Linked DNA regions of Cricetulus griseus: region 1 is linked to region 2. A link is a contact called in public Hi-C data. All regions are on one chromosome and are shown on one strand. The core of a region is the stretch at or near the end of the contact, and the rest is flanking DNA. Distances in the headings are between cores, read along the strand shown.

Evidence for each region. A called contact is a pair of places that touch in the nucleus more often than the background predicts.
Region 1: a contact with region 2 is called in a Hi-C map of fibroblasts, with 4 times the contacts expected there. The contact joins the enhancer-like site here to the promoter of Hlx in region 2. A contact is called at or near these places in 3 of 8 Hi-C or Micro-C datasets (the CHO-K1 cell line, fibroblasts and liver).

The regions. Positions count from the first base shown.
Region 1 is chr5:10,374,372-10,380,550 of CriGri-PICRH-1.0, forward strand. No RefSeq gene overlaps it. Among named protein-coding and RNA genes, the nearest start is that of Dusp10, 210 kb to the right of the region's middle. Within about 2 kb of position 1,625, at least 2 of the 6 cell types and tissues checked have open chromatin away from gene starts, as enhancers often do. A contact at or near this core is called in the CHO-K1 cell line and fibroblasts, where this site is marked.
Region 2 is chr5:9,941,788-9,947,830 of CriGri-PICRH-1.0, forward strand. Hlx (H2.0-like homeobox protein) reads left to right here and starts at 1,711. Exons shown (of 4, transcript XM_035445625.1): 1 at 1,711-2,821; 2 at 3,517-3,696; 3 at 4,409-4,593. The coding sequence starts at 2,236.

The DNA of each region.
Region 1 (6,179 bases), core at 375-2,874, 430 kb after region 2:
TCAGTGAAGGAAACTCCTTCTCATCAGTAAAACTTGAGAGAGAGAAAGAGAGAGAGAGAGAGAGAGAGAGAGAGAGAGAGAGAGAGAGAGAGAGAGGAGTGAGACTAAGTGGCGGGTAACAAACTGTGGTCTTGGATGTACATGATGGAAGAACTCCTCACAGACATGAAGTCCAGGAGAACCTTACAATTTCCCAGAAACCATGGGTTAGGCAACAGAGATCTCAATTAGGCCACTTGCATAAAACTCTAAGGCTTTCAGAAGAAAATGTCAGAAAAAAAAATCCTCATGGTTTGGGTTTAGGGAGAAGTGAGAAAAAATTCCAAGATCACGGTCCACAAAATAAAAGCAAGATTTTTTTTTTTTAATGAAAAATATTGACCTGTTGAAATCACCATCTGCTCGTATCCACTCACTGCTGGGTTGGAAAGTGGTACAGCCACTTTGGAAAACCATGTGGTCTTGGCTTTATAAAATTAAACATACACTCCCCAGGGATTCCAAGTTCGTGAGAATGAAAATGTATGTTTGCTTTAAAGCCAATGCATACATGTTGAGGGTAGCTGTACTCTCACTATTCCGACCTGGAAACAACTCGAATGTCCTTCAGTAGAAGGAAAGGCAGCCTGCACTACATATAAAATGCTCTGTGACAGACACTGTTCTCAAAAGGTAAGTGCTCTGAGAACAGTGACAGCTGGGAACTGCCGGCCGAAGGGAGGTGTGGCAGTCAGGACCACAGTGAATGGGATTTGGGGTGCTGGTACCATGCTGTACACTAGTTATGATCATGATGCAGCTGACTACAGATGCTGACATCTATAGGACTGTCCATCATAGAAAAGAAAAATCCTAGAAGCCAGTGCGTGGTGGGGACTTTGACCTTCATCGTTGTCAGTGTCTTCATTAGACAGTGACGCCTGTCACTACCACGGCACGCATGACAAGATGCCACGAGGGGATGTGTAAGGCCTGTGGGTGCAAAGATGACTCAGGAAGAGGCTCTGGGACTGGGCTGGGAGTAAGACCGAAAGGCAAAGAGGCCTATGTGACTGACACTCAGGAATTTGGAGCAGAAAGAAGCACAGTCCACAGGGTGTGTGAGCACAGGAATGGCAGCCTGGCCAAGATGGAATCATTAACTTTTCTGTTGTTACTTTTCAACTGTATTGTTTTACTTTGACCAAAGTAAGTATTACTTTCCATCAGATAATGTTTGCTAGACTATGGACATGTTGGAATGTGACCCATGTATAATTCCTTTTACATACCATAGCCTTCTGACCCATCACTCATGAAATAGCAAATGAATGACAGATGACACCAGAATACTTTAAACATCACAGGCCTTTACAATATTGATTTTCTAATTAAGGCATGTTCATTAGCACAGCTGCTGTCCTGACTATTTGGAAGCAGGGTGTGTGTTCTACTCATCAACAGGAGTAGAGTCTGTCACCATGCTATTTGAGTGGCACTTCTCAGGAGAAAGTCCCTAAAAGTGAGTCACAGTGATGAGTCATGTCCTATGGCATTGGTCTTTGAAATCAAAGCCTATGTCATGTCCTCTTGGTGATATCTACAGGAAATACCAGGAATGCCAAAGTAGATCTGGGAGAGGACCACTCATCTGCCAGGATAAGCCACCAGGCAGTCATTCAAGGGGTGTGTTTGCAGCACCATGGAGACCACACTGCTATTTTCCCAGGAGACATAATCTAAATCCAGAGCCCTGATCTGAATATAAATACTGAGAATGTCATGAATGCAGCTCCATACACTAAGCCCAATCTCCGTTTCCCTCTAGGTGAGACAGAGGCCACCCACTACAACAACCTGATGTGAATTGGTGACAATCAAGGCCCTTGCTTAGAAGTCATCCCTATGCCCATCTGAGTGAAAGGGAAATTCAAAGTCAGAGTGACACCAGGGGTCAGCCTCTGTGAACAGCCAGCCCATTCCCTCCTTGTAGAAGGGACTTTCCTAAAGTAAGGGCTGGGTATTTTAAGCAAAGAGACCCAGCTGTGAAAATACCATTTCTCCAGTTGCTTCCTGCTGGGCCTGATCTCACTTGCACTTATCTCTGGAGAGAAGTTGCTGATCTCCCTCCTTCTTCTTCTCTTATCCCTGCTGCTCCTGGGCATGGGGTGGGGGCGGCTTTGAGAAATGACAGCACCTCCCTGTAATTCTTCTAGGTCATCAGTGTTCTGTATCAGGGCACTGCCTGACTAATTAGCATTAATACATGATATTGGGAGAAGGAACCCTGGAGAAAAAGTAGCAGGCCTGTTTGTGCCAATTGGAGTTGACCCAACTCCAACAATCCCCCAGCATACTCAGTCTCGACCTTTGTTCCTGCTGCCATGAGGTTTTGGGAGCCCTATGGAGTGCTTTCCGTCCTAGAAGACATGAGGACTTGACTTGTTTAACAAGCTTCCTTTAAACCCTCTAACATGTGGACTCGATATCACGTATGTCTCCTACCATCTTAAAACTTTGATTTGGAGATACAGTGAGCATTTATCTAGTTAGTCATTCATTATTGAGTGCCTACTGTGGACAGGGGATTGAGCTAAAGGACCGATGATAGAGCCTTCATGGAACAAACAGAATTTTATTCTGGAGGGAACTAAAATAGGATGAGAAAGGAAAGCTGGGAAGTGAAGAGACGATCTTGACAGCAGAAAAGCAAAAGGCCAGTCAGAGGGCTGTAGGTCCAAACAGTGGCAACATCTGAGTTCCTATTCAAAGGGTTTGGAAACAGGCTCTCAACGCAACATTTATACATCAATGTTCATTATAGCTAACAACACAGAAGCAGCACAAGTACTCACTAATGGATGAATAGATAAAGAAAATGGAATATTATTCAGCCTTTAAAAGCAAGGAAAATTTGTCAAAATCATAGAGACAATGAAAAAATAATGCTTCCGGGGAAAGGGTAATTACTGTTTAATGGTATAGAGGTTTGGATTTATAAGACAAAGTTTGTAGAGCTGGATGATGGTGACACATATGATACCTTCTAAATGTGTTTGATGTCACTCAACTGTCTTCTTAAAAGTAAAGGTAGGGACATTTGTTATGTGTCTTTTACAACTTAAAAAAAATAGGAAAGGAAAAGCATGTGTCGTAGAAAAACTCAAAATTTGAACCCTTCCTCATCCCCTTGGACTCATTATCACAAACAAATGAAGATAATGGCTGGGTGGTAGTGGCGCACTCCTTTAATCCAGCACTCTGGAGGCAGAGACTGGCAGATCTCTGGGAGTTTGAGGCCAGACTGGTCTACAGAGAGTTCCAGGACAGCCTCCAATGTGACAGAGAAACCCTGTTTCAAAAACAAAACAAAACAGCAACAACAAAAAAAGAAGTGATGATAATGGTTACACTTAGTAGCTTTGTTGTAGGTAATTAAAACAACAGCTACAACCCACTTGACACAGACTAGGGAATTGGTGAATAGAAATTGTCAAGGTCAACTGTGACTGGCCTATGGTGAATGGTCTGTGGAGCTTTGGTGGTAAATTCTAAATTGTCAATGTTGCACAACCTAGACCCACCCAGGAAGAAAGTTTCAGAGAAGGATTGTCTAAAGCAGGGTTGTTTGCAGGTATGTCTATGGGAGATTGTCTTGACTGTTAGTTGATGTGAGCAGACTCAGTCCATTGTGGGTGGCACCATTCCCCAGGCAGAAGATCTTTTTACTGGAGTAGGGAGTGGACAGGTCTTGGTACTTGTAAGCCTGCATGTGTTTATTCTCTATCAGCTCCTGACTTTGTTGTTGCCTAGACTTCCCTGCAAGTAGAACTATAATAAATTCTTGTACCTGTTTGATGGTTTTGCCATTATGTTTTATCATAGCAACAGAAATGAAACTGGGAACAGAAATGGAACAAAATTCAGTTTGGAGTCTCAAGTAAAATGACTTGGATGCTAAATTACAGGAGTTGAGCTTTATTCCATGAACGGAAGAAGCAATGGTGGCCAGATGCTGACAGGACAGGATCGGGGGACTGTTTTCTTGACAGTAAAAGGCAGATTAAGAGCAGGGCAAGACCAAATAGCCAGCAACTACCTCAGTGACTCTGCTGAGGACACAAGAAAGGGACGCTCTATCCAGTTCTAAAATGTTCTTATTCTATTCTACAAAAATCTGAAAGTGGCATTAAGGAACTTTGAGATAGGGAGTAAAGCAATCCTATTTTCTAACCTTGATCGACCTCTAATTTTAAAAGGTGTGTTATTTTTGTGTGTGTGCACGTGAGTACAGGGGCATGCTGAGGCACGCCTGTGGAGGCCATAGGATAACTTCTAAGAGTTGTTCCTGCTTTCCACTTTGTTTTGAGGCAGGGGCTCTCTTGTTTCTGATGTCTTGCATATTCTAATCTAATTGGTATGTGAAGTGCTAGGTAGTTCTCTCTCTCTCTCTCTCTCTCTCTCTCTCTCTCTCTCTCTCTCTCTCTCTCTCTCTTCTCCCGTCATTGAAGGACTTCTGGGTGCATGTGATAGCATGACATCCAGCTTTTTACAAGTCTGTGTGTCAAATTCCGGGTGCCAGGTTTGTGCACCTTGTGGTTTTACCTTCTGGGCCATCTCTTTGGTCCAGCCTCTGATTATAAAAATATTTGAGTAAGCACTTTGCATTTGGTGACAGAACATAAATGTGATGTTGTTTTCACCCATCAGGACCCACACACCACACAGAGCATGCCCATGACTTTGTAACTGCCAGACAGGAGTGCAGCCTCAGCTTCTGGGAGCCTGTGCCTCCAAGACAGACCACCCAGCTTCCAAGGGTCCACACAGACCCGGTTTAAAAGGACAGGAATAATCATTTTGGAACCAATTCACATAGAAGCTTTTCCGATGTTTATTTTGACATTAAAGAACATTTTAGGAGATTAACCTAAATGTCCAAAAAGGAGGAAATCATTAAATAAAGACGTGTAAAAAAAACTGCCCAGCCACTAAAAGCATGCATTTAGAGATCATTTAGTGACATGGAAAAGTGTTCACGATGTATGAAGGGAACTAAGTGAGATAAAAACCTGTTCACTAGGATATAATTTTTGTTATAAAATCATGCTTACATAAACAGAATGAGTTTTGTATTTAAGCACTATAAGAGCCTGCATTGAACTTTTAGCAGGGTTGGTCTGATGGAAGAAACTAAGGTTGTTTTAACTGGGGGGTTGCTACTTGGCAGCCTCAGATGACCTTTGGCCTCCAGAAATTTTGTCTCCATCTTTTCCTGTTCTATGGGATGCCCCATCAAGTCTTCCTCCAAGGTCCCCCACTCTGCTCCTGTCACAGTTTTAGGTGACCTGCTGGTCTGTAGTAGGTGTTCCTAAAGGGAGTTTTCAACTTTGCAGTTTTCCATAAAAGGGGAAATTTTCACTCCTAGGTTTAAAAAAAGCAAGTTTTACTAATTGCCATCAATTTGCAGTCTGCAACTTTCATCTTTTAAAAGATTGGTTCTATTTGTTCATGTGTGAGGAACCAAATCTGGTCATCTGCAAGATCAACAAGTTCTCTTTCTGAAAAACAGAGTCCTCATTTGGACCCACAGGTAACCTAACACAGGATGAAAAACCCAGTATCTCTGCCTTAATCTTTGTCTGTCTCCTTTGCTTTGGGTTGCATGCTGACCTGTACAGGTTAGGGTGCTAACCCCACAGTCAAGAACTGTCTGTCTAACCAGTTTCATCCCCATCAGAGCTGAAAGAATGAATCTAAGTCAGTGTCCTACACCTGGGATCACAAGAATTGGAAAGGAAAACAGGCATGATGAATCATCCCAGATAAGAACGATTCTTGATGTGGGTGAGGCTCACTTAAGAGAAGCCGCCATCTTGCAGAAACTAGACTTGCAGATTCATAAGAGAGTCCGTGCTGCACTGGGGTAACCTTGACCCACTAGATAACTATGCAAACTTCTTGCCACATACCTCAGTTCTTCCTCTTTCCAAACAAAGCTCATATGGCTACCCCAAAGAGAAACTTTGGGGTACTCAACCTCTTCCCAACATGGCCACAGTGAATAAAGCTCTTGTTGGTTGTCGCTGGTACATATTACTTTCATTAGCATATAGGAACAAGTGGCTGAGCCTAACTTGTTAAAGTTTCTGGAGCCCAGACTGTTACCCTAAAACTCTAGTTACAATTATTTTCCTGTT
Region 2 (6,043 bases), core at 461-2,960:
GAATCGCAGCCGAATTACGAGGCTTCCAGAAAAGAAAGAATAGAGGAGCCTACACGCTCTCTCCACCGGGCTGGTGACTTGCTTTCCCTAAGCACCTGGTGAAATTAATGACACGGTTCTCTCTCACCTCATCACAGCAGAACTTTTAGCCAAAGTCTCACCTCGGTGGCCTTGTGCTCATCACAAGTCCACCTCCTGCTAGACATGACATCCGGCCCCTCTCCCCAAGGCACCGCTGCCCTCAACTGTCTATACCCCTCTGTCCCTGATGCCGGGAGTTAAGGCCAGGGAGCCTTTCGCGAGGGAGTGGGGCGCAGAGTAGAAATCGAGGGAAAGACAAGAAAGAGAGGAAAAATCTCAGTGGCTGTAGATTCTGTGACTGATTAGCCTTAGCTGATGGTTGTGGTCCAGGAGAAAGGCAACCGCTAATGATGACAATGTCGCTGAGGAAGGGCCACAAAGCTGCTAGACGTTAATTAACTCAGGAGCCCACTCCAATCCTGAACTGATAGTAGCCTAGCATGTCCCCATGCGTTTTCGGGTTTAACTGGTATCTTAGAGCTGAGGAGAAATAAGCATGCCTTGGAATCTCATTTAGGAGACAATTATTTGTACAATCGAAAACAAAAGATTTGATGGTTTCGTTATTGTCGTTATTTTATTTTCTTCCTGAAAATGTGCAAGAACAGCTCAGCCTGTGATCTGTTTGGGAGAGGGGCGGGGAAATCCATTCTGACTATAATTTAAAACACAACGAATTCTTAAAATAGAGATGTTGATGCTACAGAAAACTCCCGCTCCACATACCCAGAGTTCTAAAGACCCCGGCTAGAATGGAAGGCGCTGGCTGTGGCGGCTGGGACAGCGCCTCCCGCCAACAGGCCAAAGCGGATCCTGGAAAAACCGCCACCGAATTGAAAGTAGGTATTTAATCTCAAAGGCAACCTCTCCCTGGCACTTGCAAAATATCGGACCCACGTGACCAGGGTATGTGGTGGCCCCGAAGGGTGGCACTTCCTACAAGGTGCAGGGAGAGGACTCGCTTGCTGCTCTCCTGGGCCCGGTGAGAAAGCCCGTTTTGTTGTTTCCTAGGCTCGGGGCAAAAGTTTGGATGTGTCCAAGGGAGACGTTTGGAGCCATCTATCTTATTTTGTTTGAAAAGTCACTCTTTCAAGTTGTCACTGGAATGACATCTCAGAATAAAAATAATTTGCGGCCGGCCCTCCTCTGGCTTCTCTGAGAAGCTCCTGTGAGCTCGGAGGCAGACGGATTGCAGATTTGGGCCGGGATTCCGGGTTGCAGGGGCCCGGGAAAGATGGAGCCTTTGCCGAGGACACCAGAATTTGGGATAAATAAAAGCAGAGAGAAGAATCGCGTGAAAGTAGAAAATAGAAGGGACAGCCTACGGTCCGCCCGCGCGGTCTGTTCTGGGGGGATGAGGGAAACTGTTCATTACAGCCGAGCATGGGAGTCCCAGCGCTCCCCTCTTGAGACAGACTCCTCGCTCCCCGTGGCGGGTCCCCGAGCAGCAGGCCACAGAGGACAGCCAGAGGCCGGAGGAGCCGACTCTCCGCCCCTAAGCGGCTCCTAGGGACGCGCAGTGCTTAGCTCAGCCCACGCGGCCGCAGAAAACACTTTGGTGTGGCCAGGGCGTGGCTGAGGACGGGCCACGCCCCTCTTTCCCAATTCCCCTCCACTCCTGAGTCCCATTGGTCACATAGGCGTCCAATGAGCGCACGGATCAAGGTCCTACCCCGGGTCTGACTCGAAAGCTCCTGCCAAAACTTTGGGAGTTTTTAGAGAGGAGTTTTTTTTTTTTTTCCTTCTTCTTAATTTTTTTAAGCTAACGGATCATTATTGTTGTTTTAAATTTAGCTCTTAGGGCTTAGCTGTTTGGGTTTTTCTTTCGGTGCCGGGCCCCTGTCTTCCCGGCTTCTCCGGAGTAGCGGAGCGAGGCCGCGCCCGCCTCGTCGCTCCAGCACCCGGCTACCGCCTCCTCCCCGCGGGGAGCGCGCTCGCCGCGCCGCCTTTCAAGCCAGGCCAGGGGCCCAGGCGGTGGCGGGAGGCGACCGGGCCCTCGCCTCCTCTCTCGGTGGCACTAGGGCGCCCTGCTGGCCCTCGGCTTCAGTGCGGGCGGAGAACCGAAAGCAGACCGGGCTTGGCTGGGACACCGCCTCTCCCCGAGCCCCCACCCACTCACCCACTCACCCGGGGCCCCGCCAGGATCCTGCCAGGATGTTCGCGGCCGGCCTGGCTCCCTTCTACGCTTCCAACTTTAGCCTCTGGTCAGCCGCTTACTGTTCCTCGGCCGGCCCGGGCGGCTGCTCCTTCCCCTTGGACCCCGCGGCTGTCAAGAAGCCCTCCTTCTGCATCGCGGACATCCTGCACGCCGGCGTCGGGGAGCCCGGGCCCGCCGCAGAGGGACTGGTGGGGGCCTCCGCCGCCCTCACCGCGCACTTGGGCTCCGTGCACCCGCACGCCTCCTTCCAAGCTGCCACCAGATCCCCGCTACGTCCCACCCCGGTGGTGGCGCCTTCAGAAGTCCCGGCTGGCTTTCCTCAGCGGCTGTCCCCGCTCTCGGCTGCCTATCACCAACATCTCCCGCAGCAACAACCAACGCAGCCCCAACAACAGTCGCAGCAACAGCCTCCGCCTCCACCTCGGGCGGGCTCCCTGCAGCCACCGGCTTCAGGGACGCGGGTGGTCCCCCACCATAGCGGCTCCGCCCCTGCCCCCTCCAGCAAAGACCTCAAATTTGGAATCGACCGAATTTTGTCTTCAGAGTTTGACCCGAAAGTCAAGGAAGGCAACACTCTGAGAGGTACGTTCTGGTTGGGAGGCTTCAGGCCTCATAACCATGGGCCCTGGTCCCATGCGGGTTTTTGTTGTTGTTGTTTTGGTTTGGTTTTTGGTTTGGTTTTGTGTGCTTTTACACTTAAGGACAAATCGGTAGAATGACAGAGAAGAAAACGAATTGTAAGATAACTATGAGACATTTAAAACTCAGCTACTCTAAGTAAAAAGTGACTCTCGGATGCTTATACAGCACAGAACGCGTGTCAACAACCTGATCGCTGTAAACTTTTGCAAAAGTGGGTGGGTATAACCTGTCTTTTGAATGGCATATCTACAGAAAGACATAGGCCTTTCTCATAGGGAAATCTCGGCGTGGGGACATTTTGCATTTATTTGATTTCCAGTAAAATGCTTCCCAAGAATTGTGGGGAAGCAAAACTGCTAGTCTAAGCTCCGGAGGGGAGAAGGCAGAGGAAGGGGGCTAGCTAGCATCTTAGCACCATTTTATGAAAAGCTTTTTCTTGCTGGGGGGGGGGTAGACTGGACGTGGTTGATACAGGGGCGGTTCAAGCCCCACTCTTGGCGGCTGTCAGGAAACTGCTTCCCGTGAATATAGGGGTCTTTCTTGACTTCAATCGGATAAAACTGGATCAAGGGAGAAGGGAAGAGAGGGTATGAGCTTGTCCAACATGTAACCGACTCTTCTTTCCTGCCACCCAGATCTCACCTCGCTGCTAACCGGTGGGCGTCCTGCAGGGGTGCACCTGGCTGGCCTGCAGCCTTCGACTGGACAGTTCTTCGCGTCTCTAGAGCCCATTAGCGAGGCGTCTGCTATCCTCAGCCCCTTAAGCTCCAACCCAAGAAGTTCTGTTCAGCATCAATTCCAAGACACATTTCCAGGTAGAAAACTTCCCGAGTTCAGTCCGTGAATCTCTGAACTTAGTGGTCAGCCGCCGGGCCTGCCTTTAGAAATCTCGGTCTGATGCCGCTGCAAAGGGTCGAAACCCCATAGTCGGGGTAGGAGCCTCCCAAATCCTATAAGAGAAACTGAATGTTCTTTTTAGTGGGACAGTTGGAGAAGAGAGGGGAGCCAAGATAGTGTGTATGTGGGCCACTGGCCCTATTCTTTTCGTCCAGAGAGGGTGGTTTGAAAATGATCTCTCTCTCTCTCTCTCTCTCTCTCTCTCTCTCTCTCTCTCTCTCTTACACACACACACACACACACACACACACACACCTAGTTTTGCTTGGCTGGTTATACCCCTGGAAGACAAATGTGGAGGAGTGTGGGGCTGTCACTGGCAGGTCATTTAGGCCCCAGGGGCAGTTCCAGCTATTTTAGCATGTCTGGTGGCTGTGCATTTAGTTTATGCATCTCTCTTGAACGAATCCACGGTACAGTAGCCAGCTCTTCCCGGCTTTAGGCCTAAAGTCATCTGGGGGAGGGGGGAATAAAAATTCTTCCTTAGGCCATTCTAGCACAAGGGAAAGGAACTGGGAGGTGACTGTGAATTCAAAACACCTTTAAATATCCATGAGAGTCAGAGGTCCACAGACTGCGGTCACACTAACATTAACAGGGTCCTGAACCTCTCTTCCTGCTGGTTGGCAGGTCCCTATGCTGTGCTCACCAAGGACACCATGCCGCAGACATACAAGAGGAAGCGCTCATGGTCCCGAGCGGTCTTTTCCAATCTCCAAAGGAAGGGCCTGGAGAAGAGGTTTGAGATCCAGAAGTATGTGACGAAGCCAGACAGAAAGCAGCTGGCAGCGATGCTGGGACTCACCGATGCACAGGTAAGCCATTGGCTGGGTGTTCTCCCTCTGGCAGTAAACGGTAAACAAGGTAGATCGCAGGCCTCTTCCACAGCTTCTTACCTTCAGCAGTCAAAACACAACGTCTTGAATTTCGAGAGGCTTTGTGGTGTAGCAGCTCAAAGCCAGAGGAGAGGCGGGTAGGGGTGGAGAAGGAGGAGAGGGACGGAAAGAATAGCCCATTCCTGAAGATGTATGTCAACAATCATCGCGTGTTTATTTTGGCCAAGAGGCCAAAGAACTGTGGAGAAAAGCGAAAAGGCCACTAGACTGGAGTGCGCCTCGCTGTAGGAGGCAGTTTATTTCAGAAGAGATAAAACCCAGAGTCAATAGATTATTGTTGGTTCCTGCCTTCCTTCACTGGGTTGTGAAATCCCACTTGTGAGGAACTGAAAATATAATTTCAAACAGAATGACTTTGAATCGCCTTAAGACAGTGAGTGGGCTTGGAGCAGGCACAGTCCCACTTTTTAACAGCCCAGCTTCTGAAGATGGTGTCCTTGGTGATGGAGTTGAGTGAGAGAAAGAAAAAAAAGAATTTTTTAGGGTGTCCAAGAACATTTTTCAGTAGGTCCTGCCGATTTGATTAAAAAAAAAAAAGACAATAGGAAATCTATTGTCCTGGAACATTTTTTTCTTTCTCAATTTCAAGAATTAGAGTTTCTGTTTGCTTTCTTGACTACAGCACACTCTTGTTCTACATTTGATTGCTTCAGAGTTCCACGGAGCAGAAGCCTAAGCAGGCTGGTCTCTCTCTCTAGCTGCCTGGTTCGGACTTCTGTCCCCGTGTCTTTCTGTTCTCCATTACACAACACGCTTCCTCAGCACACAGACACTCGGGAAAGCCCAGCCGCTTTCCTCCAGCTGTGCATGGTATTTTTAAAGGGGAAGCTGGAACTTGTGTGAGTTCGTTCGCTCCCCCCAGGAGATCATATATTTATTTATATAGATTTTTCCCTCCATCTCTTCCCTGTTCCTACATAGCTGCACATTTAATCCCAGGATTTTTTGAGCCCCGGGAGAATAAGTTTGTCTCTCACAAAGACAGGGTCTACACCAACTCTTAGGTAAAAATATGCTAAAGTGAGCCTCCTTTAACCTAAAGCCCAGCAGGTACCCATTCTGATGGGATTAACTCATTGGTTTCCCCTGTCCTTTTATCCACTCCACCCTTAAAACAAACAGTGGTGGCCAAGGGCTGTAATCTGAGTACCCAGGAGGCAGAGGCAGGAGGATCTCAAGTTCAAAGCCAGCCTGGTTCAAAGAGAGAGACCTTGACTCAAAACTCCTAAGGGGAGGGGGTGGTAAGGTGAATTTTTGCAATGAATTGCTTTGGGTAGTGAATGCCTGGGGTGCAGGGTGTGTGTGTGTGTGTGTGTGTGTGTGTGTGTGTGTGTACAGAAGCTCTTCATAATGGCTCATCAAAACCTTG